2 separate regions of the Sus scrofa genome follow, and region 1 is linked to region 2. A link is a contact called in public Hi-C data. All regions are on one chromosome and are shown on one strand. Each heading gives the region's core, a stretch centred on a gene start, on an enhancer-like site or on the middle of the called end of the contact. The rest is flanking DNA. Distances are from core to core; before and after follow the strand shown. Region 1 overlaps LOC106507881. Region 2 holds the start of LOC106507881.

Region 1 (5,802 bases), core at 1,918-4,417, 34 kb before region 2:
CTCTACCACAGCCAGCCTCAACAGAGCTGGACTGCTCATCCTTGGGAATCCGGTCACACAGCAAATTCTAGGGGCTCGGCCTGCTTCCTAGCCCTTCCCCATTCCCAGTAAAAGGAAGTCGGGAGAGCACAGGTCACCCAACACACAGACCGGCCTTTGACTTACCTCTTACCAGGTACCCAGTTCTGCTTTTCCAATTAAATAATGAACAAAAATTCTGTACTCTAATATTTGCATGAGAGGATATCTCATTACCTACCTTAGCTGCTTGGCCTACTCCAGGCTTCGCTAGGAATACAGACAGTGTTAGCTTCTCCCGGCTTCATATCTTTATCACGGTAACTGTCCCCAGCTGTGTGGACAGCCAGCTGCATCAGGAAAAACACCTTCTTCTTCTTTTTTTTTTTTTTTGGTCTTTTGAGGGCCGCACCCGTGGCATATGAAAGTCCCCAGGCTAGGGGTCAAATCAGAGCTGCAGCTGCCGGCCTACACCACAGCCACACAGGATCCTCAGCCCACTGAGCGAGGCCAGGGATCAAACAAGCGTCCTCATGGATACTAGTCGGGTTCATTACCGCTGAGCCACAACGGAACTCCAGGAATAATAACACTTTCGAACAAAAAACGGCAATGCCAGCAAAGGCACGGAGCTGCAAGGGTTGCGGGGCAAGAGCCCGGTACCTGGACTCACAAGCCTGGGGATGAACACAGGCCCTGCTACAAACGGGCCGGGCGAGTCAAAGACCAGCACGCCTCTGTCTCCTCGTCTGCAAAGTGAGTGGGAAAAGAACCCACTTCATTGTTAGTAACTTCGACCGTTCCAGGAGGATTCAATGAGACGCACATGAGAAATAAGCTTTGCACATCAGAAAACACTCCACACACCTGAGACTGTGTTTGTGGTTACAGCATTGCTCAAAGTCACCAAGAGCTCTCAAAGCCAAGGAGAAAAGGGATAAAGCAACAATTCTTAAACTTTGGTTCACGTGAGATTCAGCTCAGGCCTTATTTCAAAGTACGTGTGCCTGTTTCCCAGGTGGTTCCGATTCAAGCCACAGGCGGAGAGACGGTGGGATAAGGGGGTGGCTGGAAATGGATTCCCATTCACGCATCAGATATTTTAAGCACTAGGAAGCCTCAGAGGATACAAATAATTACAAGATACGGCTCAATGTCGAGCGACTTCAGCTCTACGTGTAGAGAGGAGACAAACACCCAGAAACAGATAAAATACAAGGCTGCGTATATCAAAGCAGAAGAGGCAGCGCGTAACGAGCCCTCTTCTGGTTTCTCCCCAGAGCCCTGGCAGACAAACCCATATTGCCCGGAAGAAAATGCTGGTTCTCTCTTAATCCTCCCGTAAGCCCTGCCTGAGCCTCGCTCCCAGACCCTGAGCCTCCCCATGAGTCAGGGTCTCAAAAGGGAGTCAGGGGGAGAGTGCGGGTCCCATCCCCTCCCCGGGAAAGCCAGGCCTCGCCGTGAAGTGGCATCTCTCGCTCAAAGGGTTCATCTCAGAGATGGATCAAAGGACCCTTTTCATTCTGGAGAACTCCTGCTTTATGCGGTGCAGGTAAAGACCAAACAAACCCACCAGAGGCTTGGGCAGCCACAGGGACTAGAATCTGAGCTTCCCCTCTGAAGGTTTCGCTTTGAATCTCCTCCCTCAGGCCAGTCCTGGAGAGCACGGTCGGGCACAGCAAAGCACTGGCTTCAAAGTCCCAGCAACTTTCTATGGGCCTGGGAGGAGACGGAGAAGGTCACCTGCCTTTTTCTCGGCAACTCCCATCGTCCCTTTGTACAGGTCCCAAGACCACAGAGAACAGAGACCTGGTCCAGGAGTCAGGTGCCCTGGGTTGCCGTTGTGCCCCTGCCCATAACACGCTGGGGAACCATCTCTCGCTGGGCCAGACCCTCTGGTAGGGAGGCAGACTGAGACAGCTGACGTCTTGCCCAAGCTAGTTCACAGGATCCACGTGAGAGCGAGAGGAAAACCCTCTTTGCAAGGGAAAAAGAGGCACTGAAATCGAAGAAATTCATCGTCAAACCCCAGAGTTAAAAATCAAAAAAAATAAAAATCATTTACAAATTTTTTTAAAATGTCAACTTCTGAATGACCCGATCTGATTACGAGCCCTGTCTCCCAAGTCCCGAAACTTCTCGGCTCTGCTCTGCTTTGAAGGCAGAGGCTGGTCCTCTTGGTAATTCACCACCGTTGAGTCCTCTGCAGGTAAAGCCTTGCAGGGCTCGCATGGCAGTGCTAGTGAATGCCCGCTGCCTCTCGCAGGGGTGCCTTCCTCACTCCAGGCCTACAGAAGCTTGAGATGCCCCTGCCCTCTCCCCGCCCCAACCCCCAGCCTCCACCGGACCACACAGGTCTGGAGGGAACCCAACAACATCTGACCCCCGTCGCATTCATGTGACACCTTTGTGCAGCACGAAATTCACATGAGAGGGGAAAAAAATACCTCAACCAGGAAATAAATCTTTTTACTGCTATTTCATCCTCCCCTCACGTGGCGCTGGAATATCGCTTTAAAGAACATTCTTGTGGCCTTTCCAGCACTTTTCCTTTAGGTCTGAAAACAGGAGTAGCCCGTCCAAGGGGAAACTACTCCCCAGCAGAGCAGTTCTTCAAAGGGGACTTCTTCGGGCAGGAAAAGGGAACGTCTGATACCGTAGCTGAATAAACAGACTCATCAAGCTCCGTGCCAGATTGGAAAAGCAGGCCCTCTGAGCTTGCAGCCCGCCAGCCGTGCGCCTCCTGTGCACCCTCGCTCTGGCTCTCTCGGCTCGGTCCTTCTGTCCCTCCCGTTTTCTCTGCCATTCTGTCATCTTCTTCACCAAATGCCTTCGTGTCCCTGGGTATAGAACTATTGTTTTTATTATTATCCATTGGCTCATCTGCGAGCCTCTGCAAGTTTCCAAGGCTATTTTGGAACCACAAACTGTTCCATCATCTCTCCCCATGCAGCTCACTTTTCCTCTCAACATGCACACATTCCCAGTTCCCAACCTTTCTCCGAAAGGAGCTCCTTTTTAAAGGGAGAAGAGACGGTGCACACAGCGTGGGAAGCGCTGGACAGGTGGCTGACGGAATCCTAGAGCTTGGTGGGCCCTCCAAAGGTCATTGTTTTCAGGAAAAACTACAAGTTTACAGACTCAGAAAGATAACTGTCTGCCCTGGACTTTGAGAGTCCAGAGTCTACACACCCATTGACCACCCAGTTCAATGTCTCGTAGTCTTCAGGACTCGCAAATATCTACACTAAATGGGTACTGCATTTAGTTTTTCCACGTGGGTGGCTGGTCATGAGTGAAATTTCAAATCAAGGTCATAGCATATGACTTAGGCTTCAGATATGGGAATGTATCTTTTCCATATTGGAAAACTGGGTTTTTTTTTTTCTTTCTTTTTAAAAAGTTATACAGTAAATGCTATGTTTATCTGGACACTCTGGACACTAACGAGTTTTAGTTGTTACCTTGCATAGCCACATACACTCACATGGACAGAGGCAATTCTCTGTGCATTTCCCACAACATATGATCAGTTCTGTTAGAATTTTTTTTCAACCATCCAAAAAGGAGGCAGAGAGGCTCCATCTGATGGCTTTGTTCTTAATGTTCAAACCCTCTCTTAAATATCTATTTGAGCAAAAGTCTTCGGGTGATAAACGTATTTGGAAAAAGTGTATAAAACTCTGCAAAACCTAATTTTGCAATGAAAGGTCAACTCTGTCATTTACTTAGCCTCTATCCATAATTGGCTTCTGCTCGTTTATTATCACACTGCATGACTGTACTATATAAAATGCGTCTTTGACTGGCTTTATAAACATCACGTTCCAACAAAAACAGCAACAAAGAGTCAAAAAAATGAGAATGATTAAGTAAATATTTGGTCAGTAAGGCTCTCTGAGACCCAAAGCATTTTTTCCCAATAAGTTCTTACGCTCAACCACCCAACCACATCCCCACTTCTCCATCAACCTTTATGCCCAGATGTTCTCTTCTAAAAGAGAGCCAAGCGTCACACTCCACGTTGTCCATTTTGAATACTCGTCAGTGAGCACCATGGGGTCATCACAAAAATAGTCCAGGTGTCCTTGCTGTCACTTGTCACCACCACCACCGAAAGTCCAGATGAGCCCTGGATTAGTCAACTTTTTTCAGCATTTGCCTAGCACCATGTTGTGTCTACCTTTGGGGAAGGAGAAAGCAATTCTAATTCAGCCCCTCAGATGTTGTTGGGCAAGTAATACCTGGATAGTTAGAAGGAGCTCACCCACAAATAGATTTTTTTTTAATGATTTTGTACAGGCACCGCCATCAACTGCCTATCAAAGCACGAAGAATAGACGTCAGTGACTATTTTTAACGGGTTGGAGTCTAAAAGGCACCTCCTCTCCGTGTGACTTGCATGGATTTGGTTCTCGGTTATGCAATCCTTGGGGCAAACATCCCCTTAGACATGCTGAAGGGACAAGATGGGAGATGCTCATTTCAGTTACCTTTGCCCAGGCTTTATTTGTTCTGCAGATGATAAACTTTGGACTTCTTTACCCAACCAGTCATCTTGCACAAACAGTAAACACCCTCAAAACTTTCTGTTCCCATGGGACCCTTGAGAAAACAACATGAAAAAAAAAAAAGCATGATTAAAATCTACTTTCTTCGGTCAACATCCTAAGATTGAGCAATTTCTCCACATCTTAAAAGGGACTGTCCTGCGTCAGGTTGAGGGTTAGTAAACTACCTATTGATCAATGAACTGAAATCAGGAATAACTGGAGTCAGAATTCTGAGGTTGCAAATACTTGTTCTGTAACCATTTCCTGTTCTTCCATGTAGCAGCGTGAGGGCCTCATTCACATTCATTCTTTGTAAGCAGTGGTTTCTAACTTTTTAGATCACGTCCCTCTGCCAATAAAAAGATCGTGAGGCATATCCAAACTGGGTATTTTTACTTACAAGGTACACGTGTATTTCAGTATTGTGTGCCTCAAAAAAATACACATGCCAAAACAAACAAAAAAACCCTTTAAGATGAAATTTAAAATTAAAATAAAGAGAAGAGTTAATATCTTCTTTTCAAATAAATAGAAGATTTCTGCACGTCAATGGATCATTTTGGATTCTCCATAGGGTAGGATGTCCTACTTCTGAATCCAGGGCTTTAAGACTGCGGTGAGCTACCTTTGTCCCAAATTCAATCGCCACCTTGCCCTCATCAAAACCTGTTTTCCAGAAAAGATCTGCTCTCAGTCATCGTCATTTTGTGTGAAAAAGGCCCATTATGATGTTAATGCTTCCAACTGGATCTACCTTCTAAGTAGAAGCCTAATTATGAGAAGAAAACTTTAGTCCCTGTTAATGTGATTATCGGGAATGTCGAAATAATTCATGAGATTTGGAGAATGGAAAATGGTTCCTGGTGGCCCTGGTATCTGGCAAGTTGGGATGCTCCTGTCTAAGGGAGAGACAGGGGCAGCACCAAACGTTGTATATAAAAGGGTTTTAGCGACAGCAAATTAGGTGGAAGAGGGAAGAGCAGGGATGACACGATGGTTAGGAGATTTTTTTCCAGAGGCCAACCACACGTTTCAACTCAAAGTGTGTGTTCATTTAGGGAGTCCAACTGGGGCACTATTTAGACATTATACGGAAAGAGCTTAAATCCTCCAAGCCATGCTTGTAACTCTCTCACAATCAATAAAAACAAAACTTGATAGACACCCACAAGGTCAACATGGAAATTCAAAGGCTTGGTAGCCTCAAGTTGAAAAGTAAGACTTCTGTAAT
Region 2 (6,178 bases), core at 2,287-4,786:
TTGCCAGGAGTCTGGCCTGTACGTCGCCCAGACATTAGGGGACAGGACTGGGCTCCGCAGACGCAGCTCGCGGAGCCGGGCTGCGGACCGAGTTCGCTCAACCAGCGTCGCGCGCTCTCCTCTATCAACAAGCCACTCTTGCGCCCAAATGCGGGCTGCGAACCGCCGCGGCAGAGCTGGCGAGCCGCGAGCCTCTGCCGCCGAGGCTGGGGGTGGGGGAGCTTCCTCGTTTGCCAAGCGGGTTACCCCGACTTCAACTCCGGCCTACCTTCCCCCGGGAGTGATAAAAGACTTACTGGGGCTCACGGGGAACTTTTGCTGCCGCCAGTCCCCGGGCGTAGTGTGTGCAAAACGTGCGCCCGAGCGCTGGGTGCAATTGACATAAACTTCTGGGCTAAAGTTCAAGCCTTTTCCTTCCCGAGTCTGAACCTTTTCTCCCTCTCAGCTTCCTTTCTTCCCCCTTCTCCCACCCCTCCTTCCCTGCCCTTCTCCCTTTTAAATGTCAGACTGAGCAGATGGTTTTAAGGTGTGGAGGGCATGTGTCCTTTACTCCTGCCAGTTTATTTGTGGGCCGGCGCTAACAAGGCCCTACTGGGATACTCGAAGAAAATAATAGGAGGAAAAAGAAGAAAGGAAGTAGCCCTGATACATTTCGCAGAACCCAAATTTCTCCCCTCAGTACACCCGCTTACCTCGAAAAGGACCCAACCAATAGAGACATTATTCCATTCTGTATCTAATGGGCACGTTGCTAGATTATTTCTGTCCCCAGCCTAAATTGTCACATCCCGATTAGAACACTTGATACAATAGTCGATTATTGGAAGTATGGGTGGTGTGTTTGCCAGCGTCTCTGTGGTTTCCCTAATGGGGTGGAGGGAGTGTTTGGAGGCGGTGAAAGGGGAGAAACGAAGGCTGGGGGTGTTCAAGCGAGTCTTTTTTTCTTATCCGCAACACCTAACCAGGCCGGCCTGACTTTGTTTTTTCTTTTTCTCAATGGTTGAATCCCGTGCCAAAAGTTCCCTACGGGGTAAGGACTCGAACTAATGTATTAGCATCACTGTTCTTATTCAAAATTAGACTTCTTCACAGTTTGATGAATTTGGGACTGAAATTGTAAATGTCCTAGAAAAAGTGTGTGTGTGTGTGTGTGTTGCAGAAGATGGTGGTCGTGGTCGGTCAGTGTACTTGTAACACACTTCATAAACATCCTGTCGTCACAGGCGCAACATGATTCAACCTTTGATCTAATTAAATTCGAGGGACACACGAAACACACTTGTCTCCATCCTACCAAAAAAAGGAGTGTCTAATTGACTAGGTATGAATGTTTCTGCTTCGCAGCCCTTGCAAGTCCTAGCTTTTATAGGATCTTTAGGTCATAAACGCGGTGGCTTTATTAAAAGCCGTTTACTGTTCCCGGGGAAAGAGACATTCTCGCTGCCGCTGGAAGCTTGCGCTTTAGCGATAGCAACTTGCAAATCCCAAGAAGTTCTTTAAGAGCCACCTTATCTGAAGAAATCGTGCGGGCTCTTTTTCGTCCAAGAAATGTCAAACCAAAGTGAGTTTTCTATGGCTTGACTTAGAAGCCCGAAATTTAAGCGTTTGAAATTTCTTACCCAGGAAACTTTAAAGTTTGCTACCTAGGCGTCAAAACTGTGTAAATCCTCGATGAAACCCCTCTCTTTGATCATTCTGGGGTGAGTGAGTTACTGAGCGGTAATCGTGTGGTAATGTTTGCAACATTTTTTTTTTCCATAAAGGCTGCTGTACCTACAATCCAAACAACGCTGTCAGAGGTAACCAAGGACAAATCTTCTTCTGCCTAACAGTTTTGACCGGAGATTGACTAGGATTCAGCCAAAACTGGTCTTCTAATATCAGATGCAATAAAGCCGGCGTGAAACCTCTAGCACCTATTGTTTTCATCCCAAACCTACCTGTATTTTATTGTCCACCTCCCCTTTCAAAGGAAGGGAGGATGACACGTATTCTTGATACTAGCTATGATCGTTTAAAAAGTGGAAGGATTTGAGGAGCCCCACTCCCTTCTCTGATGCCATCCCCACCCCTCAAACCCCCACTTATTCTCCAGTAACACTTTTCCGTGCCTTCCTGCACCCCTGTCCGAGGAGCGCTCACTCGCTCGGCGGCTCGGCCAACTTGATCAGCGGTATCTGGGAAATGAAGGGAAAAGAAAAAAAAAAAAAAAGGACCTGCGTCCTGGAAGAGCGATCGTGAGCCGAGCGGCGCTGGCGCGGTCGCCCGCCCGCTTTGCACAGTGCCCGCAGATGGCTCGCTCCGGCCCCGGCGCGGCGATCCCGGCGCCCCGAAGCAGCGGCTGGGCGAGGGTGAGGGTGGGGGCCGGGCATGGAGGCGGGGGAGGGGAGCGCGGGGCCCCTCTCCCCTCCTCTCCTCCCAGCCCCTCACCCCCACCCCTTTTATATATTTTTTTTTTCCTCCCAAGTTCTCTTGCCTCGCTATCCCCCCTTGAATCCGAAGGCGCCTCGCGATTGGGTGCTGGGGCCGGGTACGTCAGTCAGACTGTGACGTGCAGTCTTCCTGTTTCCTTCAGCTGTGTCTTAAAGTAAATCTTGTTGTGGAGCGGAGCCCTCAGCTGAGGGAGCGCTCGGAAATAATACACCATTGCAGCCGGGGAGAGCAGAGCGGCGCAAAAGAGCTCTCGCCGGGTCCGCCCGCTCCCTCTCCGCTTCGCTCCTCTCCTCTCCTCCTCCTCCCTCTCCTCCTCTCTCCGATCCTCGGCGGTCCTCCTCTCGCCTCTTCTCTTCCCCTCTCCTCGCTGCCCTCCTCGCCCCCTCTCCTCTCCCTGGCCATCCTGCTCTGGCTGTCCCATCTCCCTCTCCCCCTCGGCCCGCTCGCGCGCTCCCGCACGGACCCACCGTCCCTGGTCCAATTATCATATTCATCACCCGCAAGATCTCACCGTGTGTGTGCGCGCGTGTGTTTTCCTCTCTCCGCCTGCAAAAAAGGCTCGGTCCCACTGCTCTCTGCACCGCGTAAGTATCTTCTCCCCTCGCGAGTCCCCTCCCCTTTTCCAGAATCACTTGCACCGGCTTGTTCTTGAATGGGAAGAGAAGAAAAGAGACTCCCGTTACTCAGCCCCGTGTAAACCTCTTCCCCACCCCCCCCCAGGATAAAATGGTGCTCTTGAAATGAATCCTAATAAAATAGCCTCTAAACAGTTTCTAAGCTGGAGCCTCAGTGGAACTCAGCGCTCCGCTCCTCCCAGTCCCTAAGAGTAAGTGATCCGTTTGGCTTTTATTTCTTTCTCTTTCCTGCTGGCGGCTTGGGGGTGGTGGTGGCGGCGGGGGGAGGCTGAGAGTGCTGGACTTGTCGCTGATCTTGTCACCTTTTGTGTACTGTTTCTGGGGGGTGAGGAGGCGTTTGCTTCCTTTCCTTCTTTCTCTCGCCCTCTCTTCTCGGGAGAGAGGACCGCGAGGGGGACCGGCTTGCTTTTTGTTCGTCTGGGTCCCCGCTCTCCTCCCAGCTCCATCCTTCCCATCTCCCCGGGTGAAAACTCCTGGGCCAGTCCCCACGTCCTTTCTCTTTGTCTTGTTTATTAGAGCTGCCTTTCTTCCAGGCTCTTCCAATTTGCTTGTCATTTGCATACCTTTCACTTCTCCTTTTTAACCCCAGCAGAGGGCCAGGGAGTCGGGAGGAAGGGAGAGGGAGGAGGGGGGCGCTCTATTACTTTCCTCTCCGACCGCTGTCGAAGGCGAAATGTTGAAATGCGGCTTGGAGCAGTGGCGAGATGGTCCCGGGAAACGAGCGCGGCGCCCCTCTCCCGAGCTCCCAGGACCCAGGGGCTGGGTCAAGTTGCGTAGGGGGTAAGATGGCCCCGGGAGCCTCAGGGGGTCGCGTGGTGTGGAGGGGCTGGGGCCGGAGCGCCGCGGGGGGACAGAAGGATCGCGGTCCGGGTGGGGGCAGCGGATGTGCTCACAGTCATCGCTGGCAGTCGACGCGGCTGGTTGGGCTGCTTGGATCTGATCTTGGTGGGTCTGGGTGGTACCTACGGTTCTGCCCCACTTCGGAGGGCCGGAGAGGGAGGAGAGCAGAGGTGAGGGTGATTGTTACAGGGAAGAATAGTGAGGGGGCGGGAAGCGCTGCTATCTGGCCTGAACAGACAAGGAGGGGGACCAGAGGGCAAGTCCGGGGGAAAACATCACCCAGAGCCCAGTTTAGCAAGTTGTTTGTTCTTCTGATGTGCCCGCCACTTACTCCTCCGGTTAAAACTGTACGTAGGTGGAGATTGTGGGTTGGAGGGGTGAGGTGGGAGGGGGGCAGGAGGGAGGTAAAGGGGAGTAGCTTTGGAGAGAGACTCTCAGGTCTCCCGCCACTTTTGAGCTTTTTTCGGAAGTTGAGAGTCCTCCAGGCAGGCGGAGGGAAGAACTGGGAGGAGGGGTTGAGCGACAGTCTTCAATAGCCCAAGGAGGCAGGTTGGAGTGGGAAACTGCTGTTCTTGGCAATCCAGAACCCACTCTGCCTGGGGGAAGGCTGGGAACTCACCTGCCTGTTTTTTATTTTTCCAAGAAGGTCTGCGTTGTCTCCTGGAGCTTATAAAAACAGTGCGAGCACAGGGTGGCCTTCTCTCAAAGTCAAGGCTAGAAGTCTTTTCTCTAGCTCTTCCCCCCGCCCCACCCATCTATAATCTTCTTTTACAAAAAAATAAATGTCCTTTCCTACCCTCGCTAGGCAGAGGTCTATTAGCCCAAGTCTGCACATGGGCAGGGCCTGACAGGTGTGTTGTGTCAAGAAAGACAGGTGCAAATTTCCTCTGTGTCTGTGTGCGTCTGAACAGTTCCAGGCCACAGTGCACGCTCCAGGGTTGCAGAGGTTTATGAATTTATGGTTGCCCTGGGTAATAGGATTGTCCAGACTAATGGGAACTGGGCTGTTGTCATGTTGTGAGCCCTGCCATGTGAGTTCTTTGGTTTGGAAGGGGGGCGGGGGGACAAGTTGGTATGTGTTTGTTTATTTTCCTTAAGGATGTTGGCAGGCTGCTGCCGAGGCTGTGTCTCAGGCTCCTGTCGGCCAGGCAGCTGAAAGTACCCCCACTTCAGGCAGCAGGTGGAGAGAGATTGACTTTCTCTTTGCTTTTCCCTCTTGTTTGCGCCTGTCTCCCAGGTCTGTGAGGGTGTCGGGGGTGGGGAGAGCCTGGGGGGAGTGGTGAGAGCAGTCTTTTGTGTGTGTGTGTGTGTGTGTGTGTCTGTGTGGTGTTGGACATCCATGGGTGGTGTGTGTAACTGCCAAGAATACCAAAGTCAGTTTGAAAGTGTTACTGTTGTGAAAGCCTATCTTTTTAGCGTGCTGCTTTTTCCCTGCCCAGAAAGAATGGGTGTGTGCATGAACTCTTTCAAGTCATATGTTAAATACGCTCGTAAAGTAGAATGAGCCTGTCATTGTACCAGACATGTGCCAGATGTCCTGGTTCTTACTTTGATGGGGAAGGAAAACTGTGCTTTTCTATTTGATGCAAGATGCAGGCAGCCAGGTCTCTGAAGAGTATCTTGCAAGAACTTCTGAGCCTTTGCCAAACGCAATGGGCTGTGGGTGGTGAGGAAGAGAGAGGGGGTAATCTGGTTGCCCTGTCCATGTGTGACAACATGGACCTGGCTCTGCCGTGGTGACACAGACGAAGGTAAGGACCGTGGCTTCACGTGTGAGGGAAGCTATTGAGAATTCTGGGTTAACAGTGTATCTGGATTCTTAAAATCTGACCTTTAAAATTTTTCGTTAGACAGGCTCCTTCTTGAGTGGCACAGAAATAGCTTAGGTGGCGAATGGTTTTTGTTGGTTGGTTTGGTGGCTGGGGTGATGGTCATTGTTTCATGAAAATGAGAGAGTATGTGTCATTTATTCTTTCAAATTAAACGTGCAAGTTCCTCCCAGTACTTTGCTTGCATGCTTTTGAAGTTCTTTTGTAATTAAAATGTCATTTAGGGATATGTTCCCTTGCTTTATTTTTAATAAGGGTTATCTGTGCTTGGCACTTGCTGATATTTTTATGTGTCCATGATGCAGAATTCTGTTTCGTTTAATCACCACCTTGTGGGGAAAAAGTCATGCATCTTTGTTCTCACTTTATTCATTCCCCAGCATCTTTCCTTGATAAGTAGCCCTTACAATCCTAAAACATAACCTAGCTACCAGGCTTGCT

The links. A called contact is a pair of places that touch in the nucleus more often than the background predicts.
Region 1: a Hi-C map of liver shows a contact between it and region 2, with 4 times the contacts expected there. The contact joins the enhancer-like site here to the promoter of LOC106507881 in region 2. A contact is called at or near these places in 1 of 5 promoter capture datasets (liver) and 5 of 47 Hi-C or Micro-C datasets (heart right ventricle, liver and skeletal muscle).

The regions. Positions count from the first base shown.
Region 1 is chr9:129,611,591-129,617,392 of Sscrofa11.1, reverse strand. All of the region lies in intron 3 of LOC106507881, which reads right to left. Among named protein-coding and RNA genes, the nearest start is that of PROX1, 42 kb to the right of the region's middle. Within about 2 kb of position 3,167, at least 2 of the 83 cell types and tissues checked have an H3K27ac peak or open chromatin away from gene starts, as enhancers often do. A contact at or near this core is called in liver, where this site is marked.
Region 2 is chr9:129,577,414-129,583,591 of Sscrofa11.1, reverse strand. LOC106507881 reads right to left here and starts at 3,536. Exons shown (of 9, transcript XR_002336008.1): 1 at 3,371-3,536; 2 at 2,945-3,080. It also overlaps a transcript of PROX1 not described here.